Linked DNA regions of Rattus norvegicus: region 2 is linked to region 1. A link is a contact called in public Hi-C data. All regions are on one chromosome and are shown on one strand. The core of a region is the stretch at or near the end of the contact, and the rest is flanking DNA. Distances in the headings are between cores, read along the strand shown. Region 1 has its middle 54 kb from the start of Rab30. Region 2 holds the start of Rab30 (RAB30, member RAS oncogene family).

The links. A called contact is a pair of places that touch in the nucleus more often than the background predicts.
Region 2: a Hi-C map of liver shows a contact between it and region 1, with 2.7 times the contacts expected there. The contact joins the promoter of Rab30 here to the enhancer-like site in region 1. A contact is called at or near these places in 8 of 12 Hi-C or Micro-C datasets (the A7r5 cell line, hepatocytes, kidney and 3 more).

The regions. Positions count from the first base shown.
Region 1 is chr1:156,231,548-156,238,293 of GRCr8, forward strand. It overlaps a transcript of Rab30 not described here. Among named protein-coding and RNA genes, the nearest start is that of Rab30, 54 kb to the right of the region's middle. Within about 2 kb of position 4,329, at least 12 of the 93 cell types and tissues checked have an H3K27ac peak or open chromatin away from gene starts, as enhancers often do. A contact at or near this core is called in liver, where this site is marked.
Region 2 is chr1:156,287,167-156,293,508 of GRCr8, forward strand. Rab30 (RAB30, member RAS oncogene family) reads left to right here and starts at 1,795. Exons shown (of 4, transcript NM_001399389.1): 1 at 1,795-1,974; 2 at 5,248-5,331. The coding sequence starts at 1,882.

The DNA.
Region 1 (6,746 bases), core at 3,079-5,578:
TTCTGTGCCTTCCTATGCCAGGTGGGGTGAACTTGCCCTTCAGGTACTTCTGAAAAGATTTATTTATTCTTATTTTTAAAATTATTTATGTGCATGCATGCTTGTTGTGAGTCCTGTTGGCCCAAGGATAGATACCAGGAGACATTGTTAGATCCCGTGGAACTGGACTTACATGTGATTGCGAGTTGCCTAGAGTGGGTATTAAAGCCTGAACTCAGGTCCTCTTGCAAGTACAATTAAGTGCTCTTAATTACTGAGCCATCTCTCCAGCCCCTTTATGTACATTCTAGGTCACTAATGCACTTATGAGAGCACTAGGCTTCATGGTTGAATCAGTCATTAACACTTTTAACACTGTCTGCAGTTTCAATGTAAACTGCAGTTTCAATGTAAAATTTGGAGGGGACATAACCATTCAGACTGTAGGACTACGATTCACTGTGTAGTGGAAAGTGACCATTGAGACGAGGAGGGACTGGTGAGGGCACATGGATTAGAGATGCCCTCCTCCCTCTATGTATTAGTCACTTTCTGTTATGGTGCTAGAACACTGTAACCGAGGTAACTGTAGAAGAAAGAGTTCATGTTGGCTTAGGGTTCCAGAGGTCCAGACTCCCAGGGGCAGGGACAGCATATCAGAAGGTAGCAGGCGTGGCAGCTGAACAAATGCTGAGGGCACACATCCTCTACTGCAAGCATGTGGCAGAGAGAGATCCCGCATGGGGCTTTAACCTTATAGCCCACCCCCAGTGATGCATTCCTGCCCACAAGACCACACACCCTAAACCTCTCCCAAAAGTACCTCCAACTGGGGGACCTAGTGTTCAAATATCTGAGCCCGCAGGGGGGCATTTCTCATTCAAATCATTGTGTCCCATGACAGAGCAAGTCTGGCTAGGTAAAATAGAGGCTGGGTGGTTTGTGTGACACAGGGCAGTTGGAAGGGCAACTCAGAGGAAGGGAACAGCGAGCAGGGTTGTTAGAGTTGACGTTGAAGAGCACCTTAATTAAGTTCTAATTCTACCAAGGAAGCGGTCTCCATTATGACTTTATAATCATAGGTAACCTTGCCACCTTTCAGGTCGGCAGAGAGTTAAAAGCAAAGTCTAAACCAGGTTTGTGATGTTGTGCTACGTTGGACAGGGACTCACTCATGATTCATCCAGTAAACGTTTGTTTAGCACATAGTGCTGATACTTTGCTAGGCTCTTTATGTATGTTGGCAGATTTAATAGCCCCAAACAACTTGGGAGCTATTAATAGCCCAGTTAACAGATGCAGAAATTATGACTCAGATGAAGTAACTTTGCTGGAGGTCACATGACTGGCAGGTGGCAGGAACAAGATAATACCTGGATCCCATGTATCCAGTAAACCACGTGGCCTCTCTCTGGGCTAAGCGTGGGTTGATGGCTGCCTTTGAACTCAGTCACAATGGCAGGTGACTGCCATCACTTGTGATCTTCTTGCTACTGTTGAGGGTACCTTGGATGAGTTTTCTGACACCTTTGAGACTCAGTTTCCACATCAATGAACAGATGATCCGTATTAGATTAGATTGTTTCTAGTTTTTCTTGGTCTTACTGACCACTTTTTGCCATATGGTAAAGGTTACTATGGTTTGAATGTTGATGTACCATCACCTATAATTCATCCACCAAACATTAATATCTGCTATACTACCAGCTACTGTAGATATAGCAATTGAGATTGGTAGGACCTTGCCCATAGGCAGTTTGAGTCTAGCAGAAGAGACCCTTTGGTCATAGGACCAACATTGGTGTACACAAAGTACCTAGTACCTGGGAACACGGAGGATGGGCACCAGACTCTTTTTTGAATAGGAGGATGTTTTGAAGAAATGACCCTGCAGACCAGGAGGATGACCTGGGAGACCATAGATCTCACCCTTCTTGTTCTCATAGTACATATTTAATAAGCTTTGGGAAACTCTGAGCTCCCTTTTATCTTGTGTTAAGTCTACTTGAATTTGGTAGTTGAATGTAAGTATTGGGGTTGCAGAGATGGGTAAGAGAACTCAGGGTGGAGACAGGCAGCGCCCAGCAGCTTCAGGTTCAACGAGAGACCCTGTCTCAGAAAGATAAGGTGGCAGGTGAGAGAGGACAGCTGTCACTTTCCCTTGGGAGGCATGTGTAGGGTAGACCTGAAGATACACGTGCACACATGCCACACAGATACAAAGGGTAGGTGTCTACAAAGTGCTTCTCTTGTATTGGAGAAGGCTTATAAAATTGGAGAGAGATCTGGTAGTTAAATAATTCTAAAAGGATTTAGGAAGCATGGAGCAGATTGGTACAGGCCCAAAGGGCTCAGAGTTACTTGAGATGTTCACAACTAACGTCACAGTTGGTTGTGTTTCCTAGGAGTTAATGAGATGGCCCAGATCCTGGGTGGAGTGCATGATCCTGTCCTACTGAGGACTGGTGAAGTGCTAAGAGTTACTGAATGTTGGAATTCTGATGTGGAAGGAGTAATGTGGAAACTGGAGAATAGCCAGTTTCTAACATTTACTAAGTAGCTACTAAGCTACTAAAAACCTACTTACTTAAATTTTAAAGAGCTTTATTTTTATTTTTTGTGTATGAGTGCTTTGTCTGAATATATGCTAGTATACCCCATGTATGACCTGTGCCCAGAGAGGCCAGAAGAGGGCTCTGATCCTCTGGGACTGGAGTTCCAGATAGTTATAAGCTCCGTGGGAAAGCTGAAAAGGGACCTCAGGTCCTCTGAAAGAGCAGCATGTGTTCTTAATTGCTGTGTGTGTGTGTGTGTGTGTGTGTGTGTAAGTTCATGTAAGCAAGTTTGTACTAGAGCCAAACTTGGGATTGGAGTTACAGGCTGTTGTGAGCTGCCTGATGCGGGGAACTGAACCTGGGTCAAGAGCGAGTGCTCTTTAAACACTGAACCGGGGTTGGGGATTTAGCTCAGTGGTAGAGCACTTGCCTAGCAAACGCAAGGCCCTGGGTTCGGTCCCCAGCTCCGGAAAAAAAGAAAAAACAAACAAACAAAAAAACCAAATAAACACTGAACCATCTCTCAGCCCCCGGGCTATACTCCTCCTTCACATTTTATTTTATTTTCCCCAAAGTTCTGTAAAGCACATGCCTTTTCCTCCCCCTTTCCAGGTACAGAACCAGGGCCTGATAAAGGGCATAGCTGACAAGAGACACATTGGTAGCTCAGGGCCAAAGTTTGTTCAAATCTTTGTTCTTTTACTTTGTGCTTCCTCAGGGACTTAAACTTTGTGTTTCTCAAGGAAGTGAGCCAAAGCATGATCTCCCCCCCACCCACCCCATCCCCACCCCTTCCCCCCACCCCCGGCTCCTGGAGCCTAAGAGAGCAGTGATTATTATGTGGTATCAGTTCTTGAAGTTGGGATGAACTGAAGGGCTTGCTCCTCCTGTTTTCTGTGTTACCTTCTGAAGTGGCAGGTCATTAGCTCCCATGGGTCAATGCTCTCACTAAATCATTAATAGCTTTTATTTTTTTTCTCCCAGTTAGTATTTGCTAGTTAGTGTCTTAGAATTGGTTCCTTAAAATCATCTGAGAGAATGCTGAGGCCAGATAGGTATAATGATTTGATCCTGACTCTTTAAGAGTAATTTCCATGTATTCTCCATATTTTATCTTTTAGTCCCTGAGAGACCTTGTCTCCTTGTCCTCAGAGACCTTGAACAAGGTTCTGCCTGAACCACACAGAGGTGTCAGGACTTCCAGTCCTTGGATCCTTCTTGCCTCTCAGGATCCTTGGTGGGGCCTACAATCTGGTTAGGGAACGTTTTCCCAGCAGGCTTTGGAGGCAAGCCACACTTCTATCATAGGCCTTTTAAACCATCTAGAAAGTTCTGACATGCACCTTTATGAGACACTGAAAACCAACTGCCAACGTTCGGGAGGTTGGAGCCAAAACTTGGCTCAAGTCATTAATTCTAGGGCTGTGGGCATCAACCTGTCTGTGCCTGCTTTCCTAGCTGATGACAACCCCAGCTTCGTTTGGTTGTTCTGGAAGTCAGAAAAGTCACCATGTAGTGTCAAAGGGCTTAATAACAAGCTTGCAGAATGTATTCTGCCGTGTTATAGTACTTTTTTGTTGCAGACCAAATTTGTCTCCTTGAGAGACTGTTCTGGGGCCTGCCTCACATGCTCCCTTTATCAGCACTGACCCAAGTGCTGTCATTGGCCGGAATGACTTTTCTGGCATCACTCTCCAGTTTATTTGTAACCTTCTCGTTAATGGGCATATACATGCTGCCAAGCTCTGGTGACTCTTTACAAACAGTGCTTGGGCTTTACACTCACACCCCGGACTGTTTACCTCAGCCTCATGACTCAAATTCTCGGAGTTGCGTCTGGATGCCTTTCCTGGTAAGTTCTGGGACAGCAGCGGAGGCTTCTTATCATCAGTGAGCTTTACCATGCTTGCCGGAATTCTGGATGACAGCTCCTGAGGGGACTAAAAGGAGGAAATGCCAAGGCAGGGCTGTTACAACTTCACGCACATGCCTAAAATAAAGAGGATGGGGAAAGGGGCAGCTTGCAATGGTGAGCTTAAAGCTAGGAGGCCCTGGAAACACGAAAGGGCCTTTGTGTGTCAGCGTCATCTTCAGTTGGAATTGTCACCTTTTTCCGAGGAAATGCTTAGGTGTCTCCAAGACATTTGGGGATTGTTGTGTATTTCTGTCTCCTTGGCATTTCAGATGCTTGCTATGTATCTTGTCTGACTGTTAGAATGCTCAACGCTGTAAGTGAAAGAAAACTAACTCTTACTTGAGCAAAGAGGGAACCCCTCCCCCACCCCCACCCCCAAGAAAGGACACTGAGGTATTATATATCTGTCAGAAGAATTGGCTGAAACTAGGATGTGTTAGAGAAGTTAATTGTGAAACCGAGTTGCTCTGATTAGTCTGCCTTCAAAGATCCAGGAGGCCAGGCTCCTTTCTTGTGTCCTTTCCAAATTCTGAGCTTTCCCCTCTGATTGTGAAGTTGGAGAAGATCCCCGTGGAAAGTTTTGATGAGCAAGGGGTGGAAATGTTATCTTTCTCGTGTTCTCGTTCCACTAACTACAGTCAGTGTGTCTCTGACTAAAGAGTGCTAAAAATATGTCTTAGAAGGAGGAAAATGGGTTGGCTGGGCAACTAAACTACACTGGACTCTCCAAACTGTCAAGATTCTGTTCCTTGTCTTTTTTTCTCTATTGTGTGGCAAGAGTCACAGCCATCGAGTTCCCCTCTATATTTCTAGTTTTGCAGAAACTTGAGTGCAATATAAGTAATATTCCAGTTCCTTTCAATCTCACTATTGTTATAAGCAAAGGACTGACCTTTACTCTGATTGTGTCTTGGTAGAATATCTCAAAAAGTAATGATTCGTCTAGTTTGGATCATGTGACCACACTTAGCCAATCACTGGCTACTAGACAGTCAAAGTGATTTAGCATGAATATACCTAGTGGGGGCCTTATGTTCTTAGAGAAGAGAGAACCATTATAACTGGAAGTCAAGTAAGACAACAGCCAACCAGGAATGAGGTCCAGCTTCTTCCTTTATTTCTACTCTTATAAAAATGTCAGTACAATGTTATAGTTGCCTTTTCAACCTCCCTTACCAAAGCACACAATAAGTTTACTTCTCTGAGTGTACAGAAATTATGATTTCCAACATGCACTCCTATTTCATATGGACCTGAGAAGGAAAGACAGAATCAGGTTTGAATGCGGGGTGGCATCTAAGCCTATGATGTCTTCATCGTCGTGGAGATGTCATCTGTTGTGGAGTATATCCTAATTTCCAAGCAGATGGTATTTATCCTACAGCAGAGCTCTGTACCTCCATCCTTTGGGCCGTTGCTCATTCATTTACCCCACTCATCTACCTATTTACAAAACATTCGTGCGCCAGAGAACGGTGTATTAACTATGCTCGGCTGCCTCCCTCCCTTTACCGTTTCCTCTTTTAAGATGTTTTCTTTAACGTTTATGTGTCTGGGTGTTTTTCCTGCATGTTTGTGTGTGCATCACATATGTATGTGCCTGTGGAGGCCAGAAGATGGTGTCAGATGCCCCGGAACTGGAGTTGATGGTGGCGTTGGGAATGATATCTGGGTCCTCTGGAAGAGCAGCCAGTGTCTCTAGCACCTATGTTTCTCCTCATTTTAGCCTTACAGCAGTGTTAGTGCCCCTCTCTCTCTCTCTCTCTCTCTCTCTCTCTCTCTCTCTCTCTCTCTCTCTCAACTGAGCCAGGTCAGTTATGAAGACAAAGCTTCATGTAGTTGCAGTGGCCCCACCTTAGCCTGGGACTAAGCATTTAACATGGACCTTTAGGATGAGAACATCTGAAGCCCAGCATTCACTTATCTCCTCTCCCATTTTCACCTCGCTATTGTGAAGCGTCAGCTATGTGTCAGGCATCTGTTGGACACTAAGGACTCCAGACGGAACAAGTTGGGGTCCTTATGCCCCAGAGACAGTCGTGGGGTAGTTAAGGTTGCAATTGTAGAGAGACCGTTCTGAAAACAAGCGAGCTGGGGAAGGTTACAGTTCCTACTATTTGTCTACAGAGCACTTGGTCCTCCAAAGCAGGGGAAGGGCCAGTTTTGAGTGGAAGAGTGAGAATGGCTGTATGATGTTTATTGTTAAAATTATTGTGCTTTATTAGACAAGAGGCGGTAGTCTCCTTTGAGTGTCAATATGGACGTATTTCCATAGATACCTGATAACAATCACTAAG
Region 2 (6,342 bases), core at 545-3,044, 53 kb after region 1:
GTCTTCATATTGTTAGTAGGGAATACAGTCATTTAGCCCAAAGGCACAGACTGAGGAAATGCAGCTGTCAGGATTTGAACCTTGGTCTCTTTGGTTCTTACAGTTAGAATTCTTTTGATCATTGATGACTTTTAAACCTGAAGTCTGGCTGTGTATGATTTGGGGCTAACCTTTCTATCTTTCAACTTCAGTTTTCTCAGATTACATTAATACTATTAGTATTAGCTTCATGGAAAATGAGAAAATGTACATAAGAGGCCAACTGTAGTGCAAGTTGTAGATCTCATATTCTTGCACAGAGAGGTGCACTTCCTTCACAGTTCCAGTGACATGAGACAGACTCCTGTGAGCAGCTGCCTACGTGCTTACTTGGTTGTCAGCCGTCTTTCAAAGACTGTAGAAGTACGTACACAAATCACCCTACATGACAGGTCCAGTTCATTGCCTTCTCTACCTGCAGTCCTGTTGTCACTGAGGCTTAGGTCTCCTCACTCACTCACTTTCCTAGAACCCTTCTCTCCAGGACTCACTGGTTGTTGTTCTCCCTCCAGAGTATATCCAGCTTGTTCTGCCTAGGACACAATAATGTTCAGCTCTTAGCTAGAATTATTCTTGAACTTGTCTGTCTGTTGTTTGAGATACAATTTCCTTATGTAGCTGTTTGGCTTCAAAGTCGACGTTGCTCCTGCCTCAGCCTCCTGACTGATGAGATTGTTACTTTGTAGTTGTTATTTAAGCTCTCTCGTGTTGGTTTTAGGGGCAGATGTTTCTAGGTGATAGATAAATGGTAAAGGAACCAGTCAGGTTATTCTTTTTTCTCATTAGAATGGGGCTTGGTGAGCACCAAGCTCTATGGGAGGCATTTTGTTTTGTTCTGTCTGTTTTTAATCTTGACAAGCATCCTCTAAGTTTCATAATGGTAGCATTTTTCTTAGCACAACTGGAGAAGCAAATGTCTACATCTAAGCACTATGCCCTTTAATTGCTTCTTTCAGTCTACAGAGTAGACATTTACTAAGTGTGACTCTGTTCTAGGGCTAGGAAATAGAGGTGAGAGCCATTGTCCCTTTCCTTAAGGATAAGGCAGACATTTGAACAAGTAAATGTGCATAGCAAGCAAAGTGCTGGGATGGAGGAATGGTGGAAACGTGTCAGTTTCTAGTTATCACGATTTGAAGACCAGTGAAAGATTCAGTGACAATGAGAGGCTTGCACTGGACTTTCAGTAGGAAGACATCCCAAGTTGAGGAGAGGATATAGCTCATGGCCATTAGAAGTCAGGTGCCATCAGAGGCCATTTAGCACCAGCATGGCTGGTAGCAGGTAGCTAGAAAAGGGGTAGTGGGAGGAGGGCAAGATGATTGCCCAGTAGTAGGATCCCCAAGAACAGAACTTGTATGAGACCGAAGGGCCTTTTATGATTGTCTCCCTTTTCCTGGTTTCCCAGTGGCTATCATTTTCTTCCCCAAGAGGAACACAAAGCCTATTAACTGTCTTAATCTCTGAAAGGCTCTTGTCTCTCCCTACTTGTCTGCACTCTTAGTTATTTAGCCTGGCTATTGACTTTCCACACAAAAGGAAAAACACACGTTATCACTTGAAAACCCGTGACCTGACTGCTTGGAGGAGCGAAGGTTACCAGGTGAAAGGACACTGGGTATCATTTGCTTTCTGTAGCACGAGATAGCTGGGGAGAATGAAGTCCATCTGCCAGCAAACACCTATGTTCCTCTTTCGCTGGCTACGTCACCAGAGAGGAGCCTTAAATTGCCCTGCAAATGAGTTAGCCCTCTTGTTCCTGTGGCGCAGGGGCTGGTGCAGCCTGAGTTCTGGGGAAGCTTGGGCTCTTACTGTTGTCTGTGTTTGCTTGCAGCTGTGTAAATGAGTATGGAAGATTATGATTTCCTGTTCAAAATTGTTTTAATCGGCAACGCTGGAGTGGGAAAGACGTGCCTAGTCCGACGATTCACTCAGGTAAGGGGATCTGGAATCCAGGGTTGGGTTTGTTTGTCTCATCTGTTTTATAGTGACCATCTTCTAGGTGGGTGACTGGACTCAGTGCCAACCTCTAGCTATAGGCTCCTTTTTCTTCTTTCTTTCTTTCTTCCCTTCTTTCTTTCTTTCTTTTCTTTCCTTTTTTTGAGACAGGGTTCCTCTGCGTAACCCTGGCTGTCCTGGAACTCACTCTGGAGACCAGACTGACCTTGAAACTCAGAGGTCTGTCAGCCTCTGCCTCCCAAATGCTAGGATTAAAGGCTGCACTACCACCATGCAGTAGACTGCGAGTTGTTAAGGCACCCTTTGAAAGCTCCATTGAGTTTTATAGCCCAAGGTTTTCTAAATTGCCTAAGGGAGAATGGAACTGAGGTCTTTTCCCACATCTCCTCTTGCTTCCTCTTACAAGAGGGTCAGGTGGTTTTGTTTTCAGTGTGCAGTATCAAAAATAGATTTGGGTAAAAAATAGATCAGTAGTTCACAATCATCTCAAGGTGGAAACACATTAAGTTGTGTATTAAACTGAGTCCAAATATTCATTTTTAAAAAGTCCCAATGCAGATTAAACCTCAAGTTTCCTGCCTGTGTCTGTTCTCATCCAAAAAACAGAGTGAATTCTCTTGGTTCTCTGCTTATCTAAGTCTCTTAAGTAGGACTAAGCTGAAGGAAGTGAAGAGTGGAACTGAATGTACACGTCCCCTCTCAGGGTGGCCTCTTGAAAAATCACTGGCCACAATTATGTAGTGGTTTTTATACAGAAAGTAGTGAAAAATCACCCTGAAGTTGATTTTGTTTCTCACTGAAACTCAATGATGCCCTTTCCTGGATCATCATGCATATAGCATGATCTTGTTGACAGGCACCTTGGGGACATACAGATGAGCTCTTTTAAGGCTTAAGATGACTTGGGGCCATGGAAAGAGCAGAGGCTCAAGGTCTTTTACCCAGGTGCTAGTTAGTCCTGACTCTGCTGCCCCCAGCCCTTGCCAGCCCTCCCCACTGCACCAGTCTGTGGAAAACTGAATGACAGATTGGGCAACACAAACATAGGGTTTACAGTTGCTGGGACTGTCAGTTTTTCCCATGCGGAGTAACTGTAGACAAGTGCCTGAATTTTCACCAAGTTTTGGTCTGATGAAATTGAAAATCTAAAGTTCACCAGTGTCAGGAATTCAATCAGCTATCACAGGGAGATACTGGAGACTCCAGCTGCTTTTCCATCCGCTATCCTTGGCAGTCAGTCTTAACTGCTTCTGTAAGGAGGACTTGCCTACATATTTTACAAGGAGAAAGGTTTTGTTTTTAGTGTGTAATTAGTGTTTGCTTGATTGTTTCTTTTCACTGAGAGGTCACTTAGAGATTATCAGTCCAGTCCTCTCATACAGATCCAGAGGGACCCAGTGACATGCTTATGATCTTGAAGCATGTAGCAAAAGCCAAGACCCTCATCTCCTGCTTCTTGACCTAGTAATCTCTCCATAGTTTTATAACCTCTGGGGCTGCACTCCTTAAATTCCTGAGATAAACCCTGCCATGAAGGATGAAAGGGTTCTGTTTTGTTTTGTTTTTTGCTTTTGATCAGTATTTTACCCACAAGCATGTTTTCTTCTTATTTTTCTTTTCTGCCTACTTTTTATCTCTCTATCCCTTCAATTCTCCCTGAAGTTCACATTTCACAGGACAGGGCTGGCTATGTTTTTGTTATGTCGAAAGCAGTTAATGTGAACTGAATTCATCTGGTTTTGAGACATGGAGGTTTGGGGAGCAAAGTGGGGAGGGGGACACTGGGAAGGATTTAAAAAAAATATTTTGGCATTTGTGAGCCTGCAAACAGCTGGAGCTATAAACCTGAAGCTTGGCAGACTTCTGCTTGAACCATGCCAAAACAGAGAATTGATTCAGTATTTGTAAACAGAGTTATGAATGTTTATATTTACATCCTTTGCAGATTTGCAACGAAGCTTTTGCTTTTGGTTTGAATCTCAGTGTACTGAGTTCAAACTTTAATTAAGGGACTCTCTTGTTAGGGAATGGATTTAATTAAAGATGCCCCAGTCTTAGCTGAAGAACTAATAAAGTCCCTTTTACTTTATTCCTGGAATTCTGCAATCTGAAAAGGGAAGAGACTAGGTAAAGATGTTTTACTAGGTAAAGATGTTTTTCTCGGTAGAAGTCCTTGCAACCCCAACCCTCTCCCTAAGCTTATAGAAGGCATGAGACAGTAAACTGCATTTTTGCTAATGTCCCTATTCTCTTGAAACTGTTATGCTTCCAGTTTAAGGTAGAGCAATTTTCTTTTATTTCATGCTTAAAACAACCACAGCCTCAATGATTGTGAGGCCTAGAGCGGGAGAGTGGTCTGTCTGGGCTCACCTGCCGCCTCCTGTTCTGATGCTGCTGCTTCTACTCACTTCTCGGTGCCACACATCTGGACTGTGTGTGATTGTCTGTGTGTGAGTGTCTGTCTGCAGTGTGTGTGATTGTGTGTGTGTGTGTTTGTGTGTATCTGTCTGGATTTATAAGTGTTCCCATCTGGACTGTGTATAATTGTGTGTGTGTGTGTGTGTGTGTGTGTCTAGACTGTGTCAATTGTGTGTTTGAGTCCAATTGTGTAGTATGTATATGTGTGTGACTGTCTGGATTGTATAATTGTAAGTGTTCCCATCTGGACTGTGTATAATTGTGTGTGTGTGTATGTGTGTGTGTGTGTGTGTGTCTGGACTGTGTTAATTGTGTGTTTGAGTCCAATTGTGTAGTATGTATATGTGTGTATATCTGGACTGTGTGTGATTGTGTGTGTGTCTGTGTTTGTGCTATAGTGTACCTCAGGCTGGTGACCATCCTGAGGGCCCAGGAAACCCCAGAAGCTTTGTGTCTTTCTCTTCTCATTCTGTAGCAGAAGTCCTCCACACTTCATTTTCCTGTTTGTTTTTAACCAGTCTTACCTTTCTTCCCCAGCCTGACAATACTGACGTCGTTCTAGTGACTCATTCCCCCCCAGTCTTATTCATTTGTCTGAGTTTTCTGTTTTGAAGCCAGCATGGCTCACTGCCCCTTCCAGACTTTCTCTCCTCATGTTTGGCCGTTCCTTTCTGTGTTTGCTTCTGTCAGCCTTTCTCTCCAGTTCCCTCCCTGTTCTCTGGAAACAGTGAGTCCTAACAATTACCTCAGTCAAAGCTGATTGGGGAGTGAGGAGAGTCCACATAATTGGAAGATGTGCTTAAATGTTACTTGCCATTATTTCTTCCTTAGGGTCTTTTCCCCCCAGGTCAAGGAGCCACAATTGGAGTTGATTTTATGATTAAGACAGTGGAGATTAATGGTGAGAAAGTGAAGGTAAGAAGCTAACTAATAACAGTAACGCTTTGATGGATTCTCTAAGAGTTTAGGGGAAGTAGTACAGGCATGTTTTCATAACATTTATTAAATTGCTTCATTCAAACCCACATTGAAAACAATGTACTGGGGCGGAACTCGGCTGGCAGAATACTTGCCTAGCATGCAAGAAGGTCTGGATCAAACCATCATCACCACAGGGAGCTAAGGTGCAGCACTGCTTACCTATGATCTGGACTAGGGTCAGGTGGACTAATAGGAGGCTCAGGTCACCCTTAACTTAGCACGTTGGAGGCCAGCCCAGCTTACCTGAGAACCTATCTTAAAAGAAAAGAGAGGGCTCAGGTCACCCTTAACTTAGCACGTTGGAGGCCAGCCCAGCTTACCTGAGAACCTATCTTAAAAGAAAAGAGAGGGCTGGAGAGATGGCTCAGTGGTTAAGAGCACTGGCTGCTTTTCCAGAGGTCCTGAGTTCAAATCCTAGCAACCACATGGTGGCTCACAACCATCTGTAATAGGATCTGCGCCCTCTTCTGGTGTATCTGAAGACAGCAACAGTGTACTCATAAATATGAAATAAATAAATATAAAAAAAATGAGAAAGAAATTATATAAAATCAATGTAGGGATGGTATACGAAGATGGTGAGAAAAATTTTCCCGTCATACTAGAAGTGATGTGAAAACAAAGTAGGAATTTCTTTTTGAATTTCAAAGTTGGGCCAAAAAATTTCTATTCTAACTAAAAGGCCTATTTGGGAAAGCCTTCTGATCCTCACATTTTACGGAAGGTAGTGTGGGTAATTCAGCCACATGAATTTCTTATTAAAATTATCCTGTCTCCCACTATACCTTTATCTTAGAACTCCCTATGTCTAAGAAAGGACCTTTGAACACTACTTTGTATTCCACTTGGTGGCTTCTAGATGGCAGGACAAACAAGGGCTGACATGTGGCTCCTCCTGTCCAGATGAGAGACAGGAACCTTCTTTTTCTCTTTTTGTCTTGACTC